Linked DNA regions of Sus scrofa: region 1 is linked to region 2. A link is a contact called in public targeted proximity ligation data. All regions are on one chromosome and are shown on one strand. The core of a region is the stretch at or near the end of the contact, and the rest is flanking DNA. Distances in the headings are between cores, read along the strand shown.

Region 1 (5,291 bases), core at 1,821-4,320, 87 kb before region 2:
CAGGAACAGGCTACAAAGACCCACCGCCACTTGTGTTGCCACCACCCTCCTAGCCCTGCCCGCGATGAGTGCTTTGCCCGTCAGGCTCCCTATCCCAACTACGACCGGGACATCTTGGCTCTTGACCTCAGCCGAGTCACCCCCAACCTCATGAGTCATCTCTGTGGCAATCGAAGAGTTCTCACCAAACAGTGAGTCTTGCCCAGTTCTTCCCCAAATAGGGCACCCTCTGGGGCACTCTTGGGAAGAACAAAATTATGGCCTCCAGGCACCATTTTGATGCCTGGGGACACCCCAGAGACCCTGACTTCTGCCCTTTTCCTACCAACATAGTAAGCAGATTCCTGGGCTGATCCAGAACATGACAGTCCGATGCTGTGATGTGCCGTTTCCAGAGCAAGCCTGCTGTGCTGAGGAGGAGGTGAGTATGAGGGCAGGGGGTCATAGCCTCCAAAAGAATGCAGAGGAGGGGAGTGAGAGGGCTGGGACTGCAGGCTACCCCTTCTTTTAGTTCCTCAAACCAGTCCACAGAAAGAAAGAAGACTAGTGGAAAGATCTTCTTTCTTGGTTTCAGAAGTCTTCATTCCTGACCTGACCTACTCCCCCGCCTCTAAGTTCCCAATATCCCTCCTCTGAGCCTCTAGCTTCTGGCATTTCCAGATGTTCCCATCTGTCCATCACAAGGAATCTAGTTCTGGAAGGCAGCCTTGCACGCTGTCTGGGCCCCAAGAAGGGATCCAAGGAGAGAGCATTAGAAGCTGAGAGAAGGAGTTCCCATTGTGGTGCAACAGAAACGAATCCGACTTGTATCCATGAGGTTGCGGGTTCAATCCCTGGCTTTGCCTCAGTAGGTTACGGATCCAGCCTTACCATGAGCTGTGGTGTAGGTCGCAGATGCGACTCGGATCGTGTGTGGCTGTGGCTGTGGCTGTGGTGTAGGCTGGCAGCTGTAGCTCTGATTCGACCTCTGGCCTGGGAACCTCCATATGCTGCTGGTGTGGCCCAAAAAAGCAAAAAAAAAAAAAAAAAAAAAAAGGAAGCTGAGGAAGGGGGACTTTGGGCACCCAAGTAACCATGCCTGCCCTCTGACAATGCTCCCCTCTATCATCTCTGCTTTACTCCTTCACCAGAAAGCAGCCTTTATCGACAACCTGTGTGGCCCCCGAAGAAAGTTCTGGCGAGACTCTGCCCATTGCTGTAAACTGAGTCCTGGGGATGAACAGGTCAACTGCTTCAACGTTAATTATCTGAGGAATGTGGCTGTAGTGGCTGGAGACACTAGGGATGCCAAGGGCCAGGGGGAGCAGGGCCCAACTCAGGGAACAAATATCAGCCCCACCCTTGAGCCCAAGGAAGAGTGAGTCACCCCAGAGCCTTGGAGGATCAGATTGGGGGAACCCCACCCCACCCCACCCTCCTGGAATATTCATTACAGTAAACACCTCTTGGATTTGGCCTCATTATTGTCTGTAACATCACACACAAACACACCCTCCTAAGCCTGCCCAAATTTTCTTTAGTGACTGGCCCCTGAGGCCCACTGCCCCACCCCCACTAACTGAGCAGAAGTTGTTCCACAGGCTATTGGGACCATAACTAAACAGCTTAACTTTAGTATTTGTCGTCTTGAATTTATTCACATATTTAAAAGGAATGTCACTTTGTTATCTGGCTATCAGAATTCAGATGTGAAAAGGATATGATTCATGTCTTTGGTGAGACCCCAAAATGCCACAGCCCTGCCTGACATTTTAAAATCTTCACTTTTGATCCTGGTGTCTATGTGTTTATTCATTGAGTATATACATTGGTTTAACTCCTATCCATGCACACTGTGCTAGACTGCAGGGGGAAAAACATTCAAGAAACACACAGTTCTGGAGTTCCCGTCTTGGCTCAGTGGTTAATGAATCCGACTAGGAACCATGAGGTTGCGGGTTTGATCCTTGGCCTCACTCAGTGGGTTAAGGATCCGGCTTTGCTGTGAGCTATGGTGTAGGTTGCCGACTCGGCTTGGATCCTACGTTGTGTGGCTCTGGCGTAGGCTGGCGTCTACAGCTCCGATTAGACCCCTAGCCTGGGAACCTCCATATGCCGTGGGAGCGGCCCCAGAAAAGGCAAAAAGACAAAAAAAAAAAAAAAAGAGAGAGAAAAGAAACACACAGTTCCTACCATCAGGTTCATCAGGGCTGTCAGAGTGCCGGAAGGCTCCGGAGCACCTGATAACCAAACCCGGGCTGGGGGCAGAACCAGTGCATCAGGGAAGGCCTCTGCCCTGGGAAGGTTGGAGCTTCTCCAGGAGGAAAGTAGAGGTACAAGGTGAAGTACAGCCCAGGTGAAGGGGCAACTCTTGCAGGAGCACAAAGGCTGAAAGGACCTGACTCTAGGGGTCATTTCTCCCAGATGTGGCCGGAAAGTTCAGCAGGAGCCCATGACCTTGGGCTCATCTGACTCATCCGGCGGTTTCAAGCAGAGGATGTGTTCAGATTTGCGTTTTACAATGTCTAGTAGGCAGACTGCCAGGCAGGAACCTGGGAGGCCAGTTCTCACAGTATCATGCCAGTGCCTGAGGGGAGGGCGCAGTAGCCAGACCAGAGCGACACCACAGGACGGTGGGACCCTTCGGCCCTTCAAGGCTGCCCTTCAGGAAACCGGAGACTCCAGCCTGGAGCTAAAAGACCTTGAATGAAGACGCAGGTCCTGCGGGGACGAGTCTTCTCTGATTCTGCTGTCTGGACAACTTTCCAGAAAGCTGGACTCCTCGGGCCAGGTTACAGAGAAAGAGGGTGAAATCAGGACTGCTGTCCCGCCCCAGCTAAGACCGACACCCGCGGTTCCCTCCCTGGCTGCTCCACCCCCTTTTATTTATTTGCTTATTTACATTTGCCTGCACAGCGGTTTCTAACCAGGCAGAGTTTTAGCAGCCCTTCCGCCTCTCCGTCAGCAAAGGGGACAACGAGCGAGACCGGCGCCGCGCCCCGGCCCCTGCGCTAGCAACTCCTCTGGGCTCTCTCGAAGAGCGTCAGCGGGCCTGCGCAGATCTCTGGCTCCTTTCCAACCGCCGGTCTAGGAGCAGAGGATTGGGAGGTGGGGACTGGGAGATTAGAGGCGGGGGCCGACTCAGTCCCCGCCTCTATCCACTCCGTCTGCCCTCCTTGTCTGAGTCCAAACCAGCTTTCTGGGCGGGATCCCAGCCGCTGGAAGGATCCGCCAGCAGAGGCACCTGTAACGGGCTCTCCAGCAGCTTCCCGGAGACTGTATTTGCAAAGCGCAGGGCCCGCTCTGGAGAGGGAGTCAGACCAGTTGGACCACTGTCCCAGCCCCGAGGAGTTTAGAATGTATCGGGGTGAAGAGGAGGGAAGCCAGGAAAGCAACAGTAAGCAGCTATAATAAAAGAACGTCAAGCGCTAAAGAGGTAAAGGCATCATGAGCGAGAATTTAAAGAAGTAATTCTCTCTAGGAATAGGCGAACTTTCTTGGGTTTTTTTTGGCCACAACCCAGGGCATGTGGGGCCAGGGGTTGAGTATACGGCCAACGCAGTAACCAGAGCCATAGCAGTCACCACGCAGGATACTTAACCCGCTGAGCCGCCAGGGAAATCCTCAGGTGAATTATTAAATGGAGGAGGCTTTTGATGGAGCCCAGAAGCATGGATACGAAAGTTAGATACCAAAAGGTGAAAGTGTTAATATTTAAGGCAATTCAGTTGCATTCAGTTGCATAAACCTAAAACATTAAATTCAATATAGTGTTGTTTGTCAATTATATCTCAAGAAAACTGGAAGAAAAAAAAGTAAAATAAGGAGTTACCGTAGTGGCACAGTGGAAAAGAATCCAACTAGGAATCGCGAGGTTGCTGGTTCCATCCCTGGCCTCGCTTAGTCGGTTAAGGATATGGCGTTGGTGAGCTGTGGTGTAGGTCTCAGACACTGCTCGGATCTGATGTTGCTGTGGCTGTGGTGTAGGCCAGCAGCTGTAGCTCGGATTGGACCCTTAGCCTGGGAACCTCCATATGCTGCAAGTGTGGCCATGAAAAGCGAAAAAAAAAAAAAAAAAAAAGTAAAATAAAATGTACTAGGTTCAGATAAAAGAGTCAGAGACTAACTACTTGGAGGGGCCTGGGAAATGCAAGCTTGAGTAGGATTTTGCTGAAAGAGAGGATGAACAATGCACTGGGTGTATGCAAATTTCAGTTAAAGTAAACAGTATTTGCTTTGTGTTGAGCAGAGTGCTAAGTTCTGGTTATAAAGAATATGTAAACCTGTAAACCAACTATAATGGAAAAAATAAAAATCATTAATAAAAAAAATTTGTCCTTGGAGTTCCTGCCGTGATTCAGTGGTTAACGAACCTGACTAGTATCCATGAGAATTCGGGATCGATCCCCTGGCCCTCGGTTAGTGGGTTAAGGAACAAGCATTGCTGTGGCTGTGGTGTAGGCCGGCAGCTACAGTTCTGATTCCCTAGCCTGGGAACCTCCATATGCTGAGGGTGTGGCCATAAAAAGACAAAAGACAAAAAGAAAGAAAGAACTATCCAGGCCAACAAATAAATAAGACTGTCAAGAGCACAAGCAGAGGGAAAAACAATAAAAACCCTGGAGGATGTGGATTAAAATGTGCAATTTTTCTTCTAACACATGAATTTTTTTTTTCTTTTTACAGCCACACTTGGAGCATATGGAAGTTCCTGGGCAAGGGGTTGAATTGGAGCTGCAGCTGCCGGTCTACACCACAGTCATGGCAATACTGGATCTGAGCCACATCTTCGACCTATGCTGCAGACTGCAGCAACACTAGATCCTAAACCCACTGACTGAGGCCAGAGGTTGAACCTACATCTTCACAGAGACAAGGCCAGGTCCTTAACCTACTGACCCACAGCGGGAACTCTGAAAACTCTTAAAGCTTAAAGCTCAAAGAATCATTACAGAAGAGTTGGAATGGTCATTGTGAGAACTGGGTGTGAGTGTTTAAGTAAGAGTCGCCAAGTAGTGTTAAAGACCCAACTGGGATTAGAAACCATAAATGTGCATTGGCATAAGTCTGCAGAATTACGAGATTTCCTCCAGCAGTGAGTGTTTAGCCATCTGGGTGTGGGAGAGAAGTTGGGTAATTAGACTGATTCAAAGATGAGGGTTTCAAGACAGGCTGCTTTCTGTTCTGTTCTTTGGTACAGTAAATAAAAGTAGACATGGGGAGTTCCCATCATGGCTCAGCAGAAACGTATCTGACTAATATCCATGAGGACATAGGTTCAATCCCTGGCCTTGCTCAGTGGGTTAAGGATC
Region 2 (4,536 bases), core at 1,372-3,871:
GATCTGTTTCCCTCTCCATTTCATCCTCACGGAGAAACACCCTCCAGGTTAATGACTTACGATCCCTTAGTCAGCTTTAGGTACGTCTGGGGACTGAGAAACCTGATCAGGAGCTAGATGGCTATGAGGGTAAGATTCTCCCTTGGTGAGAAGGACCACACTGGACAGGAAAAATAAATCTCTTCAAATGTCTGAAGAAATCTGCTATTCATATCAAGTTGAGGAAATCTGCAGGACAGATGGTCTGATCTTTTTCTGAAATGGTGCATCCTAAAATTTAGCTCAAATCCTAAATGTGTAGTCCTAAAACTCCCACCATCTAAACAGGCAAATGTCTGGAAACTGTCAGCATTCCAGACTCTAACATCCTTTCCTCACTCCCCCAACCTTGTGCCCAAATGCCCCTACATTAAGCCCTAATTTCCTACAGGGGAGATCAGAAGATAGCTGATAACTTATCAGGTATTTACAGTATCTGCCTTGTTTTTCCAAGTTTCTAATTCTTCTCTACTACTTCCCCCAAACAAAACCTCCAAATCAGTATTCACTACAACGTCCATAGGTCTCATCCCTAAGGCTTTCTGTGGCTCCAAAGAGGGTAAGATATTATGCCCCATACCCCTTTCTGGAGCCTCTTCATGAGGAAGTCGGAGCCTCCAGGCTTTTGTCCTAGGCTTGGATATTTGGCCTTTAGCTTTGCCTCCTCGGCTCTCTCAGGGAGAATACCTTCTTTCTCCTGCGTGTCCTGGAGGAAACAAATGGGCCAATAAAATTAAACACTGAGAAGCAACTGCTTCTAATACTGATAACTTTTATACTCTTACCTTTTCCTGGAGATCTACCCACTTGTAAATATGCTATCTCCACTCTATTTTTAAATGAAGCTAACCTTTGTTCAAATCCCTAAAGCCCAAGATGACTGTATTGTGAGAAGAGAAAGATATGCTCCTTCTCACACTACACCCAAGGAACCACACCAGTGACCTGTGAGTACTGGGTTAAAGGTAATATATAAGCACGATACTTGAATCAAGGAGCGAGTCATAGCTCATTCAACATGAAGCTAGGAAAGACAGAGAGAAAGCTAGCAGGGCTTCTGGTGATACAAGATGAACAGGAAAGTTCCTTGGCTGTCCCTAACACGTAATACAGGTCAAATGGGATATCAAAGTGGATAACTCTCCTGAGATGTTCCCTTCTAAGCTGGTTATCTGAAAAGTCTCTCTTTGGAGGAGCATAACTCTGTGGCCTTCTCCAGAAATCTTCACCTTAGTAACAAGACAGCATTGCTTCAGCAATTCCATAAACATTGTCATAGGAAGGTGACAAGTAAACGGATTAAAATGACAGTTTTTAACTTCAGGAAAATCATGATACAGTAGGTCCACTAGCATTTACCCACCAGCTTTGCTAAAAAATCAACATCTTTCCTAGTGGGGCAAGTGATGGAAGTTTGGGTAACATGCCAAGAGCCCAATTAGCTTGCAGGGGCTCTTACTGCGTTGTTACTCTTCTTACTTTTCGTGGGCCCTGCTGCCCTTTTCTTTAGTGACTTTTCAAAAAAGATTTGAAGCCAATCTGTGGCTCTTTTTAAAATGGATTTACTTTCACTTCTCTTGGAAAACTGGCAGATACAACACCAGGTATATATCATGAATCCCCGAGTCCAATACTAAATGTTATGTCAAATACAAATCTCCAAAGAGGTTGACGTGTTTTCATCGCATAACTGCGGGTGAACTAAGTCCCCCTGAGTTGGAAGTCTGGGGAGAATATTGTGGCGTCTTTCTTTGTCATTACTGTCTCGGTGTCTTTTCTAGGATTAACCTCCGTGATTCTGTTCAGAGCCCTAGTCCTCTTCAATCTTATTCGGTCTTCTTTGAAGGTGGGCAACAGGCCATCCCCAGTGGTCAAAATAGGTCTCTCGAGAAAGTTGCTGTCTTAAACTAGCCATGATAATAATTCCGCTTCTCCCTTCTCCCAATGTGGTCCTTTTTAAACTTCTTTCCCTCGACCTGTATCTTCTGAGGATTTAGAATGCGGGCCCCTGCCTAGATGTTGGGTCATTTTACCCCTACTAACCAGTAACACACAGAATCCTGGGACCACCAGCCCCCTTTCATTCACCGAGTCTTTCCAAACACCCGCCCCGCGCCCAGGCTCGGCCAATTATAGTACAGCTCCAAAGGGCTGAGCCGAAGACCCATTGGCCAATCAGAAAGGTTACAACACTGAATGACAAGCCACCCAACTAACCAGCGCCAAAGCAGCAGGCCTTGTTGAGGCTCACCCTGCACGACGCAAGAAGCGGCCAACCCCTGCAGAGCCGGAGACCATGGCGACCAATCCGCACCGGTGGGAGATCGTCTCCCGCCCCATCACGGTCGCCCAGCTTGCCCGCCCGCACCCCCTCCATTTCACCTGCTTCTCCTCGCCGGTCTCCTCCGAAGGGTTCTCTTCTTGTTTCTGGGACATGGCGGGGCCGGGACTGTGGAGTGTAGGGGACCCGGGAAGTCAACTGGAGAAGGGAAGGGGGAGGGGACACGGGACAACCTGCGCGGCTTGTTCGGCTCCTGTCACTAGGGTTGCTCAGTCAAAATGGCGGCTCTTGCCTGTGACGTTATGACCGCCCCTTCATGTGCGAGCCAATGGGAGCAGGATAGATGGGGCAATGACGTAACGATCTACCAATAGTTGCTAGCTAAATGTGGGGTCTGTGGAAGCGACGGGCAAGCTGGAAGGCCAATCTGCCAAGGGAATGAACCACAGGGACCAATTGGAAACCCGTGGGGGCTGTTAGGGGGCGGTACGGCTAGGTTTTTTTTTTTTTTTTTTTTTTTTTTTTGCTGCTCTGGTGGGGTCAGGCTTCCTCCGCTCCACCGCCCCGCGCGCAGTAGGCTTTGCTGGGCTTCAAAATGCAGGGCGAGAGGATGTAAGCCTTTTATTGTCAGTTAAAGAGGATTAAACTTTGCTCAGTGTTAGCAGAAAATGATCAATCTCCAGAAATTAATTTAGAGGTCAGAGTGGACTTTAAAGTGGTACTCCACACTACTCCAGTGTGTCACTTGCCATGTGGAGAGACTGAGTCGCCTTGCAGAACACAGATGGCTTACATTCCGTGGTTTTACTTTTATGTACAGTTTTTTTTACTTGTTCAGGGTCGTCCCATGAAGAATAAGCTTCTTTTGAAACAACAAATGTCTAGGTACATGGTAAACATTTAGTAAATACAGTTAACACTTGCTAACCTATCCTGGGTCAGAGTTCAACCGTATTTTTTTAGCATCTGTAGATGGCACTGTATTGTTTTTACAGGGGATACATATGTAGTAAGGCAGTGTCTGCTCTAGAAAGCTTAGTTTAGTGGGCATGTGGGGAGGGTTAGGTTTTTCACAGAGTGCCAGGTGTACCCTAAATCCTTGAGGTTAAATAGACATATCTTCCTAGAGTGTTGGTCAAAAAGCATATTTAAGTATTAAAACAGTCTAATAATAACACTGAAAAATTCACATTAAAATTTAATTTTGGGGTTCCTGTTGTGGCTCAGTGGTAACAAACCTGACCAGGATCCATGAGGATGCGGGTTCGATCCCTAGCCTCACTCAGTGGGTTAAAGATCCGGGGTTGCTGTGATCTGTGGTGTAGGTCGCAGATATAGCTCAGACCCCACATTGCTGTGGCTGTGGCATAGGCTGGCAGCTAAAGCTCGGATCCAACCCCTAGCATAGGAAGTTCCGTGGGCAGTGGGTGTGGCCCTAAAAAAAAATTAATATTCCAGGCAGCCTATTGTGACAGCCCTGGGGCTTTCCGTTCATTTTTTCTGTATAATTAGATATACTTCTAATGGAAAAGTTTGAGAAGCATAGAAAACACAGCTTTTATCATATGAGGCAAAGTCTGGTCAGCATTAAAATAAAACTGTTAATAAAAGTGGTATAGGGGTTCAAAGGAAGGTTCAGAGTCCCTGCCAAAACAGAAACAAAAACAAAAAACTTTGTGATGGAGGTGAGTATTTGAACAGCTTTAAAGAATTTAGAAGTTTGCCAGGTAAAGGTGAAGGAAGAAAGGGTATTCTAGGTGATGGGGTCAGCATGAAGGCCAAAAAAATAGAATTGAGTCCAGAACCTGGAGGGCTTTGAATGCCAGGATAAAGAAGTGGCGGCATTCCCGTTGTGGCTCAGCGGTAACCAACATGACTAGTATCCACGCGGACGAGGGTCTAGTCCCTGGCCTCACTCAGAGGGTTAAGGTTCCTGTGTTGCCATGAGCTTTGGTATAGGTCACAGATGCAGCATGGATCCTGAGTTGCTGTGGCTGTGGTGTAGGCTGGCAGCTATAGCTCTGATTCAACCCCTAGCCTGGGGAATTTCCATATGCTGCAGGTATGGCCCTAAAAATAAAAAATGAAAAACAAAACAAAAAATAAGTGAATAATTTAATAAAACAGGAGAGAGATTTCAGGGTTTTAGACCAGAGATCGCAGATCAGAACAGTTCATTAGGAAGATTAACCTAGTGGTAATGAATAAAAATCATT

What was found.
Region 1: a contact with region 2 is called in a targeted proximity ligation map of skeletal muscle. A contact is called at or near these places in 7 of 47 Hi-C or Micro-C datasets (brain, embryonic fibroblasts, heart right ventricle and 2 more) and 2 of 2 datasets of targeted methods (alveolar macrophages and skeletal muscle).

The regions. Positions count from the first base shown.
Region 1 is chr4:98,612,255-98,617,545 of Sscrofa11.1, reverse strand. It overlaps ECM1 (extracellular matrix protein 1), which reads left to right. Exons shown (of 23, transcript XM_021089909.1): 21 at 1-191; 22 at 334-421; 23 at 1,131-1,770. The coding sequence ends at 1,361. Among named protein-coding and RNA genes, the nearest start is that of ECM1, 18 kb to the left of the region's middle.
Region 2 is chr4:98,525,987-98,530,522 of Sscrofa11.1, reverse strand. ENSA (alpha-endosulfine) reads right to left here and starts at 2,621. Exons shown (of 4, transcript XM_021089895.1): 1 at 2,422-2,621; 2 at 620-745. The coding sequence starts at 2,475.